Regions from separate parts of the Zea mays genome. Here region 2 is linked to region 1. A link is a contact called in public Hi-C data. All regions are on one chromosome and are shown on one strand. Each heading gives the region's core, a stretch centred on a gene start, on an enhancer-like site or on the middle of the called end of the contact. The rest is flanking DNA. Distances are from core to core; before and after follow the strand shown.

The links. A called contact is a pair of places that touch in the nucleus more often than the background predicts.
Region 2: a contact with region 1 is called in a Hi-C map of ear, with 1.5 times the contacts expected there. The contact joins the promoter of LOC100192791 here to the promoter of LOC100192701 in region 1. A contact is called at or near these places in 3 of 25 Hi-C or Micro-C datasets (ear, leaf and tassel).

Annotation. Positions count from the first base shown.
Region 1 is chr3:172,303,025-172,308,520 of Zm-B73-REFERENCE-NAM-5.0, reverse strand. It overlaps LOC100192701, which reads right to left and starts at 2,640. Exons shown (of 9, transcript NM_001137904.3): 1 at 2,373-2,640; 2 at 2,157-2,185; 3 at 1,987-2,060; 4 at 1,751-1,852; 5 at 1,580-1,583; 6 at 1,369-1,460; 7 at 1,026-1,187. The coding sequence starts at 2,572. It overlaps LOC100284088, which reads right to left. Exons shown (of 9, transcript NM_001156986.2): 3 at 5,205-5,278; 4 at 5,017-5,118; 5 at 4,898-4,901; 6 at 4,639-4,730; 7 at 4,401-4,562; 8 at 4,014-4,104; 9 at 3,607-3,863. The coding sequence ends at 3,781.
Region 2 is chr3:172,618,993-172,624,488 of Zm-B73-REFERENCE-NAM-5.0, reverse strand. It overlaps LOC100192791, which reads right to left and starts at 2,780. Exons shown (of 16, transcript NM_001358555.1): 1 at 2,551-2,780; 2 at 1,548-1,620; 3 at 1,342-1,451; 4 at 201-247; 5 at 18-115. The coding sequence starts at 2,655.

The DNA of each region.
Region 1 (5,496 bases), core at 1,391-3,890:
AACAGAGTATATGAAGTGTGATTTCAGTGCCATGGGGTATGAGGATGGCGATGTTAGTCTTGATGGGCAAGTGGTACCCAAGAAAGACATTTTTCGTTACTTAGGATCAATGCTTCAGAAGGAGGGATACATCGATGAGGATGTCAGTCATAGAATTAAAGCTGGATGGTTGAAGTGGCGACAAGCTGCGGGTGTCTTATGCGACCCCCGGGTGCCACACAAACTAAAAGGCAAATTCTACAGGACAGCAATCCGACCGACTATGTTGTATGGAGCAGAATGTTGGCCCACTAAAAGACGACATGTCCAACAACTAAGTGTGGCAGAGATGCGTATGTTGCGCTGGGTATGTGGCCACACAAGGAGAGATCGAGTCCGGAATGATGATATACGAGAGAGAGTAGGAGTGGCGCCAATTGAGGAGAAGCTTATGCAACATCGCTTGAGATGGTTTGGACATATCCAACGAAGACCTGAAGAGGCACCAGTGCATATCAGAATAATTAGGCGTCCCGAGAATGTGAAGAGAGGTAGAGGTCGGCCAACTTTGACGTGGACAGAGGCTGTGAAGAGAGACCTGAAGGAGTGGAATATTGATAAAGAGCTCGCCGCAGATAGGAAGGGGTGGAAGTGTGCAATTCACGTGCCAGAACCCTGATTTATAGTTTCGCTTTTCCTCCTTAATCGTTTGACCTTTCCTTGTGCCCATTTTAGATCTTGCTGGTTCTTGTGGGTTTTATCTCTTTTATGTGTTTCCCCGTTTCGTTGTTTTCGGTTCTCCTTTGCCTTTGTTTCCCTTTTCTGTTCTTTGGGGGTTGAGCTCCGAGGTTTTCATACGGGGTTTCATCTCTAGCCTACCCCAACGTGCTTGGGACAAAAAGGCTTTGTTGTTGTTGTTGTTGTTGTTGTTGCTGCTTTGGTGGTAATCTGTCTACATAATCGTCGTTGGTTCTACTCATGGCTGTAATGTTTCATAGCAACAAACTGCAGGGAGTTGTTCAAGTGAAAAAAAATGGGAAACTCACCTTCAATTCTTTGTCGAAGCATAACCTAAGTTCTTCGATTGAACCCCTCTTGCAAACAATTTGTGGTGATCCCCCAAAAGCATGTTTGATGGTATCGATGACATCGCTCAGTGCATATTCCTTACCATTTGAAACCTGTATCCATCCACTTGACAGCATTTCCTGCAGCCCAAGCGATTCAAATTTATGATAGAGAAAGCACAAAGCTCCATGCTGGTTTTCTGATTGTGTAGGCACTAGGCACCACTTTCTCAAAACCATGCTGGTAAGATGAAGGTGCTATAGGCTACCCAAGAAACCAATGCTACGGTATGACTGATCTGTCAAAGACCTAGGTACTAACCGTAACGTTATACTTGAAGTAGAGGTCAAGGGCAAGGGTGAAATACTGTAATTCATCCTGAACCACAGGGGCAGAGCAGGTTCCATGTTTCTCTGAAAAATGAAACTCCATGTTAAGGGTATGCCAGTCATGCAATTATCAGAAACGTCTGCGCAAAGCATAATGTCAGACTATTTTGCAAGTAAAAGTCATTGAAAACAAAGAACATTACCCCACTGAAGATGAGCAACAGGCGAATTGAGCAGAAAACGTCACCCCGTAAGACAAAGACAACATGAAAAGGAAACAGCAAAGAGGTTCAAACTGAGGCATAATGTAGCCTTTCGGAGTTAAATAGCACAATGGACGAATCTAGTTCTGAATTCGGATGTTACTACTGCACCTCGTGAGCCCAGAAGAGTCCCTTGCCGCTGAAGCATGTTCCAGATTTGGAGCAGTAGAGGGACGGCCAGTACTTGTCAAGCACCTCCTTCAGTGGCAATATCTACACCACCAGATGATGGCACGAAACCATAAATCAGCACGGTTGTTGAGAACTCGTCCACAGAACCAAACGCGACAGGAGGACCAAACGGAAGCGAAAGCAACCCGCTGTGAGGCCGTGGGTCAGGCAGTCACCTTGTCCATCTCGAATTGGGTGCGGCGGCAGCACGACGGCCAGGTCCCGTCGTCGTAGTCCGGCCATAGCCCGTCTGCTCGAGCGGCAACAGTCGCGAAATTCAGACGAAACCGATCCCGTATTCACCTGACGGAACATATGAACAGAAATCGAAAGGCCGAGCACTTACGGATCGTGAACGTCTGGAGAGGCTCCGAGCTGTACGCGGGGCAGGACAGGAGAGACAAAAAAAAAAGGGCGTGAGGTCTCGCATCGACCAAAACGAAATCGGATAGCAGAAAACTGATCTACGGGGCGAGCGGCGAGCTCTCGGCGTTTGGACGGGAGGATAAGATAGGGGAAGGGAGCCACCGGTCGGCGGCGCGGCACAGCGCGGAGCACGTACCGGCAGCAGCCGTTGGTGGCGCAGCAGTGGCGGGTGGAGGCGCAGATGGTGCCGGGCCACTGGAGGGAGAGCGCGAAGTAGTCGAACTCCCGCTGCGGCTTGCTGCCCAGGGGCGCGCGCGCTGAGCCCAGGTCGGACAGGCCCGATGCGACGAGCACCCACACCGCCAGCACGCACGCCGCCTTCGTCGCCATCGTCATCGCCTGCCTCTCCTATTCTGCCTCCGGCAGCTCAGCTCAGTACAACTGTACCACAACTCTTCGGGGCGATGAGGCCAGGTGGGGGGGCTGTATCAACGCCAACGGTGGTGGCTCGGAGGGGCTAGGAAACGGCCGTCTCGCTGCAAGTGGGGCCCCGCGCTGCCGTATCGGGGACCACCTCTAATTTTGTTTTCCTTTTTGCCCCTTATTAGCTGCTAAAAAACTTTTTTTTGTTGCGTATCGTGATTATCTCAACGGAATGGAAGAACTGAAGAAGATAGCGCGGAATATCCTTGGCCTCGCACTCGCACATGGGTTTGATACGGAATATCCTTGGCCATCAGCATCGGCCGTAGCCGGTTGCGATGCGACGAAGCAACTAGCCAAGCCAACTAACCGCAAACGAGATGCGTGCAGCGATAAGACCAGAACTGAAAAGTGACACGCAACCAGGAACAACGCAAGCAGACTCTCAACTCCTCGCGGAGAAAAAGTATGAGACACGAGCCCTAGCTTGGGAACGCTATTTTACGAAGGTATTTTTATTTTTCAAGAAAAGTCAGTTTATTTTCCTTTACAGAGCGTTTAGATCCATTTATTTAGTAGAAATTGGAATTTATTTAATAAAGTAATCTATTTAGTTTGAAATTTGATATTCCACCAATTTTCAAAGTTTAGAGATAGTCTATCTCAAATTCATGGAGTAGAGGAAAAAATAATTTTATGTATAAGTAGAATATATTTATACTCTACAATTTATAATACGCTTTTAGACTAACTACTCTATAGTAAAAATGTAGTACATAAATATCTCTGATATTTTATTAATAATAGTATATAAATATATTTTACATAAAACTGTATTAGCTTAATTGATGTGTCTAAATTATTATTATTAGAATCAAATTAAATTCCAATGATCCAAACAGGGCCGTAAGGAAATGAGAATAATTTGGAAAAAAACGAAGTTGTCAAACTATCCTGTGCACGAATCTGGTACAGTCAAGTGAATATAATATACATTAACATTCACATTTCATTTCCAAATCCCGGTGCGCGGTGGCCAGTCATTCGATACTGTGAATGAAAGAATTATACAGGACCATACCGGGCCGGTAATTTTGCAAGCACGCCGTGGCGTCTCGCTCTATTGATATTTGATACAAACTCGGCTCGGCAGAGGCCCACAGAACCTGGAGTCCTGGACGCTACTCAGAGTCAGACGTACGCATGTAGCTCGGAACCTCGCCATTGGATTGGTTGTTGATCCCCTCCGTAGTATTGGCCACCACTGCAATCGCAATCACAGTGTCCGATCAGAGTAGTGCAGCGGCAAAGCCATGACAAATCTGGACTCAATTCTCTTCCCCTGTGCGGTGCGGCTGTGCATCCTGCACTGATTCCATTCACACAACGGCAGTAATAGAAAACAGAAACTCACCGGACGGTTTGTACGACGGGAACGTGATGTAGCGAGGGCAGTAGCTTCTGCCGTTCGGTGCAGAGCCGGCCTCAAGCGTGCAATCACGAGGCTGCCAAGAGATGCAGATCAACTCATCAACCAAGTTACATGGGCTCGGAGCAATCGTGTGTCTATCTCCACAGCTTAGAGCCTGATGGCCCCTTTCTTAGTTATTCCAGAAATTAGAGCCTGCTCCACTCCTAATCACAAGCTGAACTCTTATTAAACTTATCCTACTTAGCAGCATGAGTTTTGTTTTTTAGACGAGCTGTGGCATAAGTTCAGTTAGTTTCCAGCGCCAACTGATTTGGCTGATTCGGAGATTCAGAAGCTATGAAGCTGACATGACTGATACAAACTACCTACCTGATAATCCTTGTGGAAGCAGAGCCTGAGTTCTTGAACTGAGCCGTTCTTACAGACGAGTGACGGCATTGCCCCAAACGCATATTCAATGACGGCAACAATATGGCCAACGGCGTATTTTCTGCCGCTTGTAGGCCGGATACGTGCTTTTCTCAGAGCTTTCTGTAAGACAAAATGCTAATAATCTCTCATGACTTGTGCAATAAGTACATCGTGCGGAGAGGCGTGGATGACTAACCGTAACATTGTATTTGCTGTAGAGATACAGTGCTGTGGAGAAGTAGTCATATTCATCCTGTATTTCAGGGTAAGCACAGGTCCCATGAGTTTCTGCCAGAAAAGAGTAAATGGGTTATCTTAACATTAGATTCTTAGGAGTATATCTGCAAAAACTGCATCCACTGCTACACAGCAAAACATAAACAGATTCCTCGACCCAATTAAGAGGTAACAGAACAGAACGTTATTCGTGCCCAGCAAGTTCAGAAACTGCATACCCCACTGAACAAGATCCGGTAAACCACCAGCACATGCACACAAAACAAAAGAAATAATAGGGTCAGCACTTAGCATATGCGTTATTCCCTGTAACCAAATCTCAAAAATCCCCAGTCACCTCATGCACCCAAAATGGCCCCCTTCCACCAAAGCAGGTTGAAGAAGAACCACAGTACAAGGACGGCCAATACTTCTCGAGTATCGGCATCAACATTAAGATCTGCAACATATAAAAAAAATCACACTGACATGACATACTTGCAGTGGTTCAGACATCTCATTCTGAAGAAAGTTTGAGACTGACACCTTATTTATGTTGAATCTGGTTGGTCTGCAGCATGATGGCCAGCCCCCATAGTTATACTGTGGCCAAAGACCATCTGTTCAGACAGAACAAAGGTCATGAAATGGCTAACAGACTTGGATGCAACTGTCTTAGCCTATCTATTACTTTGGGGCCAAAGTGCAACTGTGCAATACATAAACTTGGCATGGTTTACAGTTGCAATGGAGCACCGACACATTTCATTTCAATGTCAAGAAGTTGGACACCAGTTTATGTATGATGGCAACCAAACCAGCTTGTTGAAACAACAAA
Region 2 (5,496 bases), core at 1,531-4,030, 320 kb before region 1:
GTGTAAAATGAACCAACCTAATATACACAATTCCTCATATGCCGCCCATAAAAGAGGATCTAGAGTCAACGCTTGTGTAAATTGTTCAGCTGCAGCTGAAATTCTGCCTGTGCACCTGCACACAGTTGAGATAAATATCTGAACTCTGAAGAAATATAGAATGCAGCAACATGGATTCAGTTAAGCCATGAATAATAAACCTGTAGATCACTCCAAGGAGGTAGTGTCCTGTTGCTCCACTTGGAACCTGCAGAAGGATGAAACTAATACTAGAAACAAGCTGACCCAATACAGGAATTAAAACAAACAAATGTGATTGATTTTATTTTCTAAGTATCTACTTCACCTCTGTAGAATCAGTGAGGAACCTGGCTGGTGCCAAGGGGCTTTCCTTTTTGGCCAGCCAAACTACCTAGCTCCTAGGGCTGTAGTGTTTTTTATCCAGTTTTATGGATAGCTTTGTGTATGCTTGTTTCTGGCCTCCATAAGGAGTGCTTGTACCTGGGTCCTTATGGCCCTTTATTTTCCCTCTACTTTAATATATGGGTGCGCAGTCCTCCTGCGCTCTTTCGAGAAAAAAAACCTCAGCTGAACATCGTGCCCCAGGTGAAAAACAAATGAAAAAAAGAGAGTTTCAAGCCAATCCATGCTGTGCCAGCACGTACCTTGTAATACTAATGCTTCTCTCGTATAACATAAAACAACCAGACTTTCTAACAATAAAGGGGAATAAACATACATAAGACTTTGGCCTTGGAAACAAATTTGGTGTGAAACACCGCAGGAAAAATAAAACAATCAGGCCTAGTATTATTTAAAAGAACCAGTAAATGTTCTCACTGAACTAGCTATGGAATTTCTAGTTCACAAACCAACAAGTGCATCATGCACCTCCCTTTATTCAAAACTGGAACCCCATAAGGAAACAAACTATTGTTACCAATATTTTATTTTTCAAACTAATGTAGTGCTGTCAAGTCCCTTTTGAATATTATGTTGTTAATATAGTTTATTACTGAGCGAAAAATACTTTGCTGCTATAATACCACCACACTTTCTTCTACACAAAAACAGACACACTCAAGTTTTCACACACCAATTTGTTGCACAAAGGCAAACGAATGAGATATTCACAACAACAGCAACAAACAACACACAAAGCCTTTTAGTCCCAAACAAATTAGGATAGGCTAGAGTTGAAACCCAACATAAACCACAAATCAAGGTTCACTCACGTTCTACATGTTTTCTTTTGGGTTTCATCTCCAATAGAATGGCTAGGTTCGTGTTCAACGTTAGAGATATTTACATAAACAAATCACTCTAAAATATGATTTATACCTCCATGTTTGGCTCATTGACTGGACATAGAATTTCTTCTGCTTCACGCAAGAGGTTCATTCGAAAGCATGATGTAGCAAACAAGTACCGGGACTCCGGCAGCTTCTTCCCTTCATATAACATCAGAAACAAAATCCATAAACCATCCAAACTACCTTTATATAATATATGTGTTACATGGCGAGCATATAACCATCCAAACTTACCTTTCAAAACGTGATATGCAGCATATGGCTGATTGTTGTGTAGGTAGCAGGTTGCTAGCAATTGCACATTGGTCTGTGCAGAGGAGGTAGAGCAAGAACATTTAGTGCCCACAACTATGTTGCAAATGGACTTAAAATTAAAAAAAATAAACTAAGATTTTTTGTGAGCAAGAATTACTAATTGAAAAGAAAGCATTGTAAAGCAGGCACAGATTCAGGTTAATCAGTGAGGTCATCTGCTAAGAAATTGAATGCATAGTCTCATACACACTAAACATGCATTCAAGTTATGTCGACTTTCATCCCACATGAAGACCTATGATCCACATCAAGAACCTAAATAAAAACTAAAACACAAAACCATGCATTCAAATTCCTGAACTTCATCCCACATGAAGACCCATGAACCACGTCAAGAACCAAAATTAAAATTAAAACCCACACCCTCAAGTAATTATAAGGTTAGAAAAGAAAGTGGGTGAGCATGTCCTGTAAGAACATAGAATTCAAGCAACTGAATACCTAATGGGCTATAAATATTGTCACCCCAAGGTTCTGACAAGGAAAAGAACTCACAGGCATACACGTTACTGTAACCAATGCCCATTATGCATAAACACCAGTAGAGCTTTTACCTGTGAAATTGCCTCAAAAATTTAGGCAGAAAATCACCCTCTCCAGTAAAAGTTCACTATGAACCCTAGATGAATCACGCGGGATACTCCAGTTCCCTACACCAGCTATAGAGAGCTGTTCTAATTCAAGCCTAGATAAGCTACAGACCAAAAGCTCACCACTCTGCTACTCTACTCCTAATGCAACCCTAGACACTTCAAAAAAAACGACAGAAGACTACTGAATCGAACTAAACAACGGAGGTGAGCCCCGCGCTCAAATCACTGCCACACGCCTGATCCGACCCCCAGATGTACCATTCCCACGCGCAATACACCGAATCGAGACGTACTAGCCTCGTTAAGGAACATGGATAAAAGGGGGCTACCTCGGAGGGGAACTGTGCGCAGAGGCGCTCGCAGAGGAATATGGCGTTGCGGTACATGAAGAGGCGGAGGCTACTGTGGACGCGGTCTACCATTAGGGTTTCCATCGCCGCCCAGCGGCGGCGGCGAGCGCGGGTGGGCGATATCAAGGGGATTGGGGAAGTAGTGCGGTGGCCGAAACGCAGGCGGCAGGCGCAGCAGGGGAGTGTGAGTGTCCGGACTCTGGTCGTTTGAATCAGCCGTTTGAATCCAGCAGGCTCTTGATTTTTGGGTGCGATGCGATCTGATAGGGCATTCCAAGTTTCCAACGAGTGCCGTGCCTGTGCGAAACAGCCGAGTTACATGGCCGACAAGTGGGCCATAGGGTTCGCTCCGAATATGTGAACGTTGGACAAGCCCGGCTGGGTTATTTGCTATTACAGTTTGAATGTGGATGTTGGAAAGCATGAAAATTGAATTGGGTTCAATTACAAATCAAACATGATACTGAAATGAGATATAATTTCAAATATATTGTTTGGATGTTATTGAATTAGAGTTTGGATTTGTGTGGTCCAATTCCACTCAATACAGAGGAGTAGTGCTCTGTATTAGGAGACGGAATTTCTAGTTATAGTCCAATTCTATGGAATTAGGTCTCTGATTCCAAATCTCAATTTCATGTACAACAAAATAATAAAATTCTAGAAATCTGATTCCAATTTCTAATCATGTGCTCCAATATCTACATACAAACGGGGTATACTGGTTTAAAGTGGCTTCTTCATCATAATAGTACTATATAATATAGTGTTTGGTTTGAGTAATGAGCTAGTCCATCATCTTCTAGCTCCTCACTTTTTTTGTTTGGTTTATGAAATGGAATGAATTGATCCATCACCAACTCATTCATCATAGTTAGTTAGTTAGTTAATACTAATATGAGAAATAGACTTATCCCAACAAATTTGAAGAATTGACCCATGATGCACCACCTCATTTTAGATAGAAGGATTCCTCAACCCAAAAACCCCCTAACAGATTAGGTTTATCTATAATACTCAACTTATCTAAAATAGTACTCCCTCTGTTTTAAAATATATTTCGTTTGACTTTTTCAACCCAACTTTGATCACTCCTCTTATTCAAAAAAAATCCATGGAAAATGAAAAAAAATCTAAATCATATGTCCCTAGAAATGATTGAGACAAGTGCCAATATCGAATGCCAGGAGAAAGCTACGAAGTGTTCGCCTTGTCCCCTAGAGAGGTCATAGACTACCCTATTTATATGCCTAAGGGGAGCACGTCTTTGTAGATGAGGCTGCTTGCCTGCTGCGGAGGGTGTCTTCACGTCCTGTAGACAGCAAGGCCTTTGTACTTCGTTGTTCACTTGAATTCGCTGGTTTCCCGCTGAGAGCCGAGGCTAAGGCTGAGGGTTTGGCTCTATGCCCGAGCCCTCAGGGGAGGGCTACCCATATCGTAGTGGTTGTAATAGGGCTTAGTTATGGAGAAAAGCCACTTGCGGGATGTGTCAGCGCTTCTGTATCTGATGACATTGGGGTGCCCTTGGCTGCAGATATCGAGATCGGAGCCGAGTTCGGGCAAGGCGGAAGTCTTCCCGAGGTGATGGCTGAATCCTTACTGATGTGTGCCACAGTCGACGGAGTGGTTTCCTGCAGGATTCGTGGTATAGCAGGTAGCCGAGGCCAAGCTCGAGCGAGGCGAAAGCGGTATCTGAGGGTGAGCTTGGCGTTGGGCGAGGCGGAGTTTGGGCCCGAGGGCTAGTCCGCTCTTCTGTTGTATTAAACATCCCGTCAGGGGATGGCATGCGACGTGCGTGCACAGTAGCGCGTGTGTAATCATGTTGTTGGTATTGGACAAGACCATAGTCGTCTTGTATTGTACGCCTGTAACCTTGCGTGGGGTAGGTACGCGCATTGAATGCGGCTGTTAGGGATGGCAATGGATGTGATTTATCCACGTACCCGCGGATAAAAAACCCGTTGGGCACGGTTTTGGGTACAAACCTGTACCCGTGGACACGGATACGGGTAGCATTTGGTATCCGTGGATATTTTTAAAACAGGTACGAACAATCAATATCCATATCTGAATACCCGAATATCCGTTAAAGTAACTCGACATGTGGGGTCACTGGAGTTTGGAACCACTTCACGGACCACAGCCAGCCCAACTGCCCAAGTCCCGTACTCCCGTTGCCACAACTGCAGCTATTGTTTGTGAGAAACTGGGAATATTTTATGACTTAACCATGTTGTTTTCTGGGACCAAATATATTACAGCTAGTCTTTTCTTTCCTAAAGTGTGTGAAGTTAAACTTATAGTGGGCAAACGGATATATCCGCGGATATCCGTTACCCGCGGGTAATGGATGTGGATACTGTTTTTATTCGTAGCGGGTAACGGGTATGGGTTCGGATATCGGATATAAGTCACGGATATGGATGTCTAGAGACACTATCCATGGATAGTTTATCTGTTGCCATCCCTAGCGGGTGTCCCCCACCTGCCTTCGGGCTCGCTTTGTCCTTATCACCTGAGACAGGTTCGGGCAAGGCGGACAAGGCGGTCCTAAGGCGAGGGTGCCTCGGGCGAGGCAGAGACCCTCCCGAGTATGTGACCAACTTGAGGTTCGGCTCGGGCGAGTCAGAGATTTTGGGAGGCCCTCGTGGGGAGCTTTTGTGGGGATGGCTCTTGACACGGACCTCGGGACAGGCGGAGGTTGGGGGTTTGTTTTTTAGGGGTGTCCCTAGAATTTTAAGCCTATTTTGGGGGTGCAGTTTGGTACCCCTAATTGTCATACCCGACAAAAGGAGTATTTCATTCTTAACGTAAAATAAGAAAACTCGAAACGATCAGTTTTGGAAAGGGGGCTCCCACCCATCTCTCCATCGATCCCCTTGCTATTTGTCCCATGCCTCTGACGTCCGACGCGTCGCCTGCCCT